Linked DNA regions of Callithrix jacchus: region 1 is linked to region 2. Evidence: chromatin contacts called from public Hi-C data. All regions are on one chromosome and are shown on one strand. Each heading gives the region's core, a stretch centred on a gene start, on an enhancer-like site or on the middle of the called end of the contact. The rest is flanking DNA. Distances are from core to core; before and after follow the strand shown. Region 1 holds the start of GSE1 (Gse1 coiled-coil protein). Region 2 has its middle 15 kb from the start of CIBAR2.

What was found. Hi-C and Micro-C count contacts between places; a contact is called where the count stands out from the background.
Region 1: a contact with region 2 is called in a Hi-C map of induced pluripotent stem cells, with 1.6 times the contacts expected there. The contact joins the promoter of GSE1 here to the enhancer-like site in region 2. A contact is called at or near these places in 2 of 3 Hi-C or Micro-C datasets (induced pluripotent stem cells and skeletal muscle).

Annotation. Positions count from the first base shown.
Region 1 is chr20:42,840,726-42,845,075 of calJac240_pri, forward strand. GSE1 (Gse1 coiled-coil protein) reads left to right here and starts at 1,721. Exons shown (of 16, transcript XM_078357911.1): 1 at 1,721-4,329. The coding sequence starts at 2,026. It overlaps LOC103789540 (a long non-coding RNA gene), which reads right to left and starts at 1,495. Exons shown (of 4, transcript XR_013530243.1): 1 at 1,330-1,495; 2 at 682-785; 3 at 390-503.
Region 2 is chr20:42,792,131-42,796,158 of calJac240_pri, forward strand. No RefSeq gene overlaps it. Among named protein-coding and RNA genes, the nearest start is that of CIBAR2, 15 kb to the left of the region's middle. Within about 2 kb of position 2,776, at least 4 of the 16 cell types and tissues checked have an H3K27ac peak or open chromatin away from gene starts, as enhancers often do. A contact at or near this core is called in skeletal muscle, where this site is marked.

The DNA of each region.
Region 1 (4,350 bases), core at 471-2,970, 48 kb after region 2:
TGACCAGCAGCCTCTTGGTCTGTGTGGGACCTAACAGCCTCTCTAACTCGGCAAGGATGCAATTCAACAGGCATTGCCCTTCCAACTTTTCCTAATCAGCCCCCCTCCTCTCTCCAGGTATTAAAAGTGCCAGGCGCCAAGAAGCCCCTGCCCCACCCCCAACATTCCTTCGGGACAGTTTTGCTGACACAGCATTCCTCTGGGCCAGGGTGAAGGCCCAAAGTCCCCCATCTCTGGCAATGACGATTTCCTGTTAACCCTTGGACCCTGAGCCCTGGAATATCCCCCAGGGATTCCGAAGAGCGGCGCGGGCGGCGCTGAGGCCTTCTTGCGTTTATTTATAATGCATGGCTCTCTTCCTTGCCAAGAGGAAGCCCAGTTTTACTTACATTTCAGCGTCCCAGTGGGTGGAGGGGACCACCGGGCACCTTTGTCCCCGGGCTGAGAATGGTGTGAGGAAGCTGTAAACTGCCCAGAAGTCAGAGACTCGTAGAATTTTGAAGCTGGAAAAGATGCCATTTCACAGATGGGAAATGAGAGGTCTGGTGATGCCTGCACTGAACCAGGGCCTGAGCCAGATCATCTGGGAGGACCCAGGATCCTGGCCTTGTCCTGCCATGGACAGTCCCCATCAGCAGACTGGTGACATGGACCAGACATTTGCCTCGCACAGCTACTCACCCCGGTGGTCAAGAGCAGGGCCTGGAGCCGGACGGCCTGGGTCTGAGCCCCGCTTGGCCCCCTTTGGATGCATAACTTCGCAGTCAATGCCACTTCTTTGCTGTCTGTGAAATGAGGCTGATCACCACCCTTAACCTGTAGTTACTGGGAGGAGCAATTGAGTGAAGTGCAGAAGCATTTACAACAGCCTGCCTGTTAGATACAACGGATCTCTACACGTGTACAATAAAGACACGGAAACAGTTAATCCCCTGCTGCCAGGGCCCAGAGAGGTTGGGTCACTGGACTTGGGACACACAGGACTTTTCTACCTCTGCTGGTGGCCCAGTGACCCCTGGCGGCGGTGGGGACGGGGCAGAGCAGGCCCCAGACTGTCTGCTGGATGCTGCATTCACTAGTGGGTCCAGGGAGACTGGGACGACTCCTCTTCGCTCTCTCCATAATTAGAACATGGGGCCCAGAATGGTGTCCCCAACCCAGGCCTGTTAGGGACTGAAAAGGGCTTCTCGCTTGGTTACCCCTTTAGAGGGGGCAGGACCGCCCTGAGCGAACCCCGGCAGGGTGCCTGCATCTGGGTTTGGGCTGCCCTTACCGCGGCCCTGGGGCGGGGGGTTCCTCTGTCTCCAAGGGCGCCCACCGCGTCCTTACCTGGCTCCTCCCGCGTCCTGCTTGACCTTTACTTAAAGACCAGCTCTAGCCGCTGATGGGTTTCGGCGGGTCCCCCAGGAGACCCTTCAGACGGCTTCAGCCTGGCGCGCTGGAGAGAGCCCCTAATTGGGGCAATGAATCATCGCGCGCCGCTCCGGCTGGACACAAAATAGATAGAGGAGCCGGCCGCTATTGTGCGCAGTTTGGGACGCGGGGGGAGGCGGCGGCGGGCGGGAGGGAGGCGGGGAGGAGGAGGGCGGGGGAGGGAGCGCGCGGGGAGGGATTCCCCCGCCCGCCGCGCGCCCGCTCTCCGCCCCTCCCCGCCCCTCCCGCCCGCCGCCGCCCCGCCCCCTCCTCCCCAATTAAATGACCCCACGCCTTGGCAGGCGCCGGAGCTCGCACATGCGGCTGCCGCTCCAGCCGCCTGGGCCCCGCCGCCGCCACCGCCGCCGCCGCCGCCGCGTTCCGGGCGCGCTCGCCGCGGCGCCGCCTCGGCCCGCGCCGCCGCCGGGGGCTCGGCAGGCCCCGGGGGGCGCCGCTGCGAGCGGCCGTGCGTCCGCGCCCGCGCCGGCCGCCCGCCGCCAAACTTTGCGGCGCGCACACATGCTCCAAGTTGGGCGCGGCGGCGGCGGTGCGGGCGGGCGCTGAGGGCGGCCCGGGGCGCGCGGGGACCCGGGCGGGCGGCGCGGCGCGGCCATGAGCGGGCGGCCGGCCCCGGTCTCCCGCAAGCAGCGGCTCATGGCAGCCGTGGGCGAGCGGGCGGCGGGCGGCGCGCCACTCTCCTGCTTCATCTGCGGCGGCGGCATCGGGCGCGGCAAGGAGCTGAAGCTGCAGGTGAAGCAGCCGGCGGCGGGCGCGGGGGCCCCGGCGCAGCCCTTCTTCCCGTTTCTGCAGCAGCAGGAGCCGGCGCCCGGCGCGCGCGAGCTGTCCCCGGCGGACGGCTGCGTGCTGGTGTGCGCCGTGTGCCGCTGCTTCCTGGGCGAGCAGTGGGCCGCCTTCGAGCGCGCCCGCACGCCTGTGGACAAGCGCATGTATTGGCTCAAGCGGCCCCACCAGTGCGACGCGGGCGCGGGCGGCCGCCGCGGCGGCGCCGGGGCCCCCCGCGAGTGGAACGTCGCCTACGCGCTGGGCAGCGCCGCGGGCGACGACGACGACGACGACGGTGGCGGCCCCCGGCTCCGCGGGGCAGCTGAGGGGACGCGAGACTCCGACCTGTCGGAGCTGTCGGACACCGACCCCCTTTCCGAGCCCGACCCGCCCGCGCGCGACGCCGCCAGCCCCCACCAGGACAGGGCGCCGGCGCCGCGGGTCCTCCCGGGGCCAGGGCCTCGCGGGGGGCGCGGCCAGGAGTGGAGATCGGCTCCAGGACACCCTCCGGGACCGGGCGCACAGGCCCCGGTGCAGGGGCGCGTGGAGGAGGAGGGACTCCCTGTGAAGGTCCACGCGGATGGAGAGCCCAAGGCCGGGGTTAGGCGCCGGCGGAAGGCGGTTGGGAGGCACTGGGTTCCCGAGGCCCGGGCCAGCGTTCTGAGGGGCATTCAGGATCCTTGGCAGGGCCTTCCTGTCCAACAGGCCCCTGCAGACGGCATGAAAGGGCCCCCCTCCGGCAGGGCCACCAAGCCTCTGGAGAGCAGGCCTCTGGGGGACACCCTTCGGGGCTTCTGCACGTCCGAGGACAGTGACATCAACATCACCAGCGGGGAAGAGGATCACAAGGAGTCGCCTTTCCAAGGCTCCTGCAACCCCAAAGAGAAGGAGAACAGTGGCCGTGGCCCCCGGGTCCTCCCGGACAGCCGGGCGGCACCACCAGAGGGCCTTTGCTGCTACATCTGCGGGTCCCCGCTGTCCCCGGCCTCGCACCACCAGGTCCACGTGCAGAAGCAGGAGAAGCTGGCGCAGGCCCCGTTCTTCCCCTTCCTGTGGCTGCACAGCCCGCCCCCAGGGGCACAGCCCATCAGCGAGGGCGGCAGCACCCTAGTGTGCGCCAGCTGCTTCTCCTCCCTCACGCAGCAGTGGCAGAGCTTCGAGCTGGCCAACGTGCCGGTCCTGCAGCGACTCTACGTGGTGCCCCTGGACAGCCACGCCCCCGGCATGGCCTCCAAGGGCAGGAGACTCCCCAGGGAAGAGGGCCTGCCCCCTGGGGCCCTGCGAGAGGCCTGCTACCTCTGCGGGGAGGACTGTACCCCGGATGCCCGGGCGGTGCCCTCCAGGATCCTCAACGGCAATGCCAGGAGCGCCATGCATTTCCCTTTCCTCAGCCTCCTGCCCTGCCCGCCCAACGCCCAGGGCCCCAACAAGCGCTGCGAGGTCCGCAGCTGCCCCAAGTGCTTCAGCGTCCTGGAGGACGTCTGGGCCCTGTACCGGGCCTGCCAGAAGGAGGAGCTCATCACCTCCGTGCAGGGCTTCCTGGGCAGATACCACCAGGCCTTCTCCGCCTCTGACCCTACCCTCTCCGAGCTGCCTGCATCAGCCCAGGGCGGCCCCGTGTCCATCTGCTACATCTGTGGGGCTGAACTGGGCCCCGGGAAGGAGTTCCAGCTCAATGTGAACCCCGCCAGCCGCTTGGGCGAGAAGGAGCCCTTCTTCCCCTTCCTCACTGTGTACCCGCCTGCCCCTCGTGCCAGGCCTGTGGACTCCACCGGGCTGGTGGCCACCTGTGTGCTCTGCTACCATGACCTGCTGGCCCAATGGCTGCAGCACGAGGCCCGCAGCACCCATCACGCTGTCAGCGCCTGGTCCCGGCAGTACCACGTGGAGACATTCGTGTGCTTCTTTTGCCAGCAGGAGAAGAAACGGTGTCTGGGGCTGAAGTCTGTGCGGGTGGCCCGGCTGCCCCTGTTCCTATACACCCTTCGAGCAAGCCACAGCCTGCTGGTGGATGACGGACAGCAGCTGATCATCGGCGCTTGCATGGAGTGTGGGACCCTGGTGTGTGCGGGCCAAGGGCTAACCCGCCAGGGACCTGTGAGCTGGAGCTCCCCGGTGGCAGCATCGACGAAGGTAAGCAGCAGTTTTAATCTC
Region 2 (4,028 bases), core at 1,526-4,025:
CCCCAAGAAGAATGAGAACATCCCTCCACGCTAAAACCAGCCTGCAGATGTTCAGAAAAGCAGTATTCTTAGTAGCCAACCAGTGGAACTCACCCAGATATCCATCCACGAAGGAAGACATATGGTATGTTACATCCACACAGTAGAATATTATTCAGCCATGCAAAGGAATAAAGTGCTGAGTCATGTCACGGTACGGATGAATCATGAACACGTGCTAAGTGAAAGAAGCAGTTCACAGCAGACTTGCATCACATGTTTCCATTTACAAGAACTGTTAAGAAGAAGAGCATTCATAGAGTTATAAAGTGGATGTGTGGTTGCCAGAGCCTGGGGTGGGGGGAGAGGGAAGGGGTGACTGTCACGTGCATGGGACTTTGGGTGATGGAAGTACTGTGGAAGTAACAGTGGTGATACTCAAGCACCCTTGCGAACATACGAAAAACCTCTGAACTGCAGTTTTTAAATGTTTTTTTTTTTTTTTTTTTTTTTTTTTACGTGGAGTCTTGCTCTGTAGTCCAGGCTGGAGTGCAGTGGTGCGATCTCGGCTCACTGCAACCTCCGCCTCCCAGGTCCCAGGTCAAGCAATTCTCCTACCTCAGCCTCCCAAGTACCTGGGATTATAGGCATGAGCCGCCACACCCAGCTAATTTGTGTATTTTTTTTTTTAATAGAGACAGGGTTTCGCCATGTTGGCCGGTCTGGTCTTGAACTCCTGACCTCGTCAGCACCCACCTCAGCCTCCCAAAGTGCTGGGATCACAGGCGTGAGCTACTGCACCCAGCCTAATTTTTTTTTTTTTTAGATGGAGTCTTGCTCTGTCTCCAGGCTGGAGTGAAGTGGTGTGATCTCGGCTCACTGCAACCTCTACCTCCCGGGTTCAAGCGATTCTCCTGTCTCAGCCTCCCGAGTAGCTGGGACTACAGGCGCCTGCCACCACGCCCAGCTCATTTTTGTATTTTTAGTAGAGACGGGTTTCACTATGTTGGCCAGGCTGATCTCCATCTCTTGACCTTGTGATCCACCCGTCTCAGCCTCCCAAAGTGCAGGGATTACAGGCCTGAGCCACCGAGCCCGGCCTAAAATTGCTAACTCTCTGGCATATGGATTATACCTACATTTTTTTAAGCAGGGAAAAGGGCCAGGGCCAGAAGCTTTCCATCCATGCGGGCGCTCTCGGCTCAGAAATCCAGGAAGGCATATACGGTGTTAGCTCCTTTGAAGGTTTCCAGGCTTTTGAAGGCAGTGACCATGGCGCCTTCTTCAAGGTCTTCTTGCTGAGGACTATTTCTATGGCTCTGCGCTGCCCCGGGAAAGTGCTGGCACACAGGGAGTGCTCAGAAAGGACAGGTGTGTTGAAAGCGGCAGGCGGGGTCTGAAACAGCCACCTTCTGGCTTCTCTCGAGAGTTCTCAGCACCACCCAAATCCATCTGGCCTCAACGCCAGCCCTTGCTGGACCTCTCAGTTCAATTGTATCACCTTATAATGAAAGAAACTAGGAAGGTTACTGCCAGGTACTGTTGGGCAGGTTGTTCACTGTGCAAGCAGCATTTGTTGAACACCTACTACGTGCCAGAAAGCATGCTGAGCGCTTTGCCTAAACTGAACCTTGTTTACTCCTCACACTCACTCTTTGGTGAGGGAGTTATTATCCTCAGCCCTGAAGGCAGGAGCCTTGGGAAGCTTTTTGAGTCCCTCAAATTCACACTCTCCCTGCCTGCGTCAGGGGCAACCCTGGCAGGCTCCAGGTCTTCAGGAAAGCAAGGTCTGCCTTGCCCCTGGGAAGGGCCCGGAAGCCTCTACCGCCCCAGACCTCCCAGCCCAGGGAGCCCCAGGAGCCCAGGACCCGTCCAAGGCTGGGGCTCAGCTGTGGGAGGCACAGTGCTTAGACCCTCAGGCCAGGGGTCGGCAGGACCAGGTCTCGCCTTCCTGACTCTGTTCTGGTGCCAGTTACTGATTCTCTCTGGGCCTTGATTTTTCCCGTATGTCAAATGGGCAGTGACAACATCACTTCTAGAGTGGCTTGTGGATGAACTGGCGTAACACATGCAAAGTGCTCAGCTCATGAAGGAATCCCTGACGCCCGTCGGGTTCAGAGGCGTGTGCTGGTTGCTTTTCCTCACCATCCTCGAGTGCAGGGGCTCAGCTGTCTCCTTCACAGCAGTTCCCGGAGCTGGCGCAGTGCCTGGCACATGGCACTCAACAAATATTTTTGAACAAATTAATGAACAAACGAATTGGTGAAGGAGTGCTACTTAGTGCCGGGTGCTGGGCACTGACTTCAGATCCACTGCTGGAAGTCACCAGACTCCTCCTAGGAGAGGTCACAGCCGCCAGTGCCGCATCCCAGCGGGGTCACATTCTCCCTGGGTGGCCTGCTCAGCAAACGCTGGAGGAGCTGCTGGGCGGCAGGGGGTGGGGGAGTCCCAGCCTCGCCTGCTTCTTCGGCCTTGCAGGGCGCCGTGACCTTTCCCACCTGGCCCTGTCCATCTTGCCGTCTTGCTGGCTGCCCTGGCCACCAGGGAACCCACAGTGCCTGCCCCGGCTCCCCTTTCACACAGAGAGGGGCGCCTTCTCCATCTGCGCGGCTTCACCGGGATTTTCCTCCCCAGCGCTCAGGTTACATTCCATTCACAAAAAACAATCCAGATTGTAAGATGTGTGAGCGAATTATAAGGAAAAAAAGCGAGCTGGAAAAATGTGGTCAGAGAGCCAGTGAGCTGGGATGGGGCACAGGAAATCGTTCCACCCACCCCCTTCCACCCACCCACACACATGCCCGTCCCGGGGCCAGCTGGGAGCCTTTCCATCTGCTGCGTGGGCTTCCAGGCTCAGGGCTGCCTGTTCTATGCGGGGCGCGGCGAGGGGTGGGGGGGACGGGGGGGGCGGGGAGGGGCGGGGGGACACTGAGCAAGAGAGGCAAAGAGATTTGGTGGCAAAGGCGCCAATGAACAACTACTCCATTATGTCCTCTTGGCCAAAGCTGCCAGGTACTGTTGGGCAGGTTGTTCACTGCAAGGGTGCTTGGCTCCATCCAATCAGCCATGTGCCCCGGCACAGGGCTCTGTCTGCCCAGCGGGGGACGTCTTTTCCTCACACACACACAGGTAGCTCATGAGCTGGTGGTCTCAGCTCTTACATCTTTACTTCTAACACGCTTAAAATAGAACTTTGCTCAATGTGACTCTCATTCCAAGAGGCTCCATGGCTCCGCTCACCTCCAGGATAATAACAGCAGCAGCACGTTTCCTGATGATGGCCTGTCTGCCGGGACTGTGCTAAGGGGTTGTGTGTGTAATGCCCCTTCTCTACCGCCGCAGGCAATTCTTAGGTTATGAAACAACAGATCTACAAAAAAACTACATAAGAGATATATGTACTGTTTAACACACTCGTTATTTTTATTTTTTGAAATGGAGTATTGTTCTGCTGCCCAGGCTGGAGTACAGTGGCACAATCTCAGCTCGCCACAACCTCCACCTCCTGGGTTCAAGCGATTCTCCTGCCTCAGTCTCCCAAGTAGCTGGGACTACAGGCGTGTGCCACCGTGCCTGGCTAATTTTTGTATTTTTAGTAGAGATCGGTTTCACTGTGTTGGTCAGGCTGGTCTCAAACTCCCGACCTCATGATCCACCCGCCTCGGCCTCTCAAAGTGCTGGGATTACAGGTGTGAGCCACAGCTCCCGGCCCTGTGACCAAATTATAAACAAATGCTTTTTTTTTTTTTTTTTTTTTGACAGAGTCTCACTCTGTTACCCAGGCTGGAGTGCAGTGGCGAGATCTCAGCTCACTGCAGTCTCTGCCTGCTGGGTTCAGGCACTTTTCCTACCTCAGCCTCCTGAGTAGCTGGAACTACAGGTGCGTGCCACCATGCTGGGCTAATTTTTTCTATTTTTAGTAGAGACAGGGATTCACTGTGTTAGCCAGGATGGTGGTGATCTCCTGACCTGGTGATCCACCCCCCTTGGCCTCCCAAAGTGCTGACATTACAGGCGTGAGTCACTGTGACCCCCCCTCCCTCTCCCCG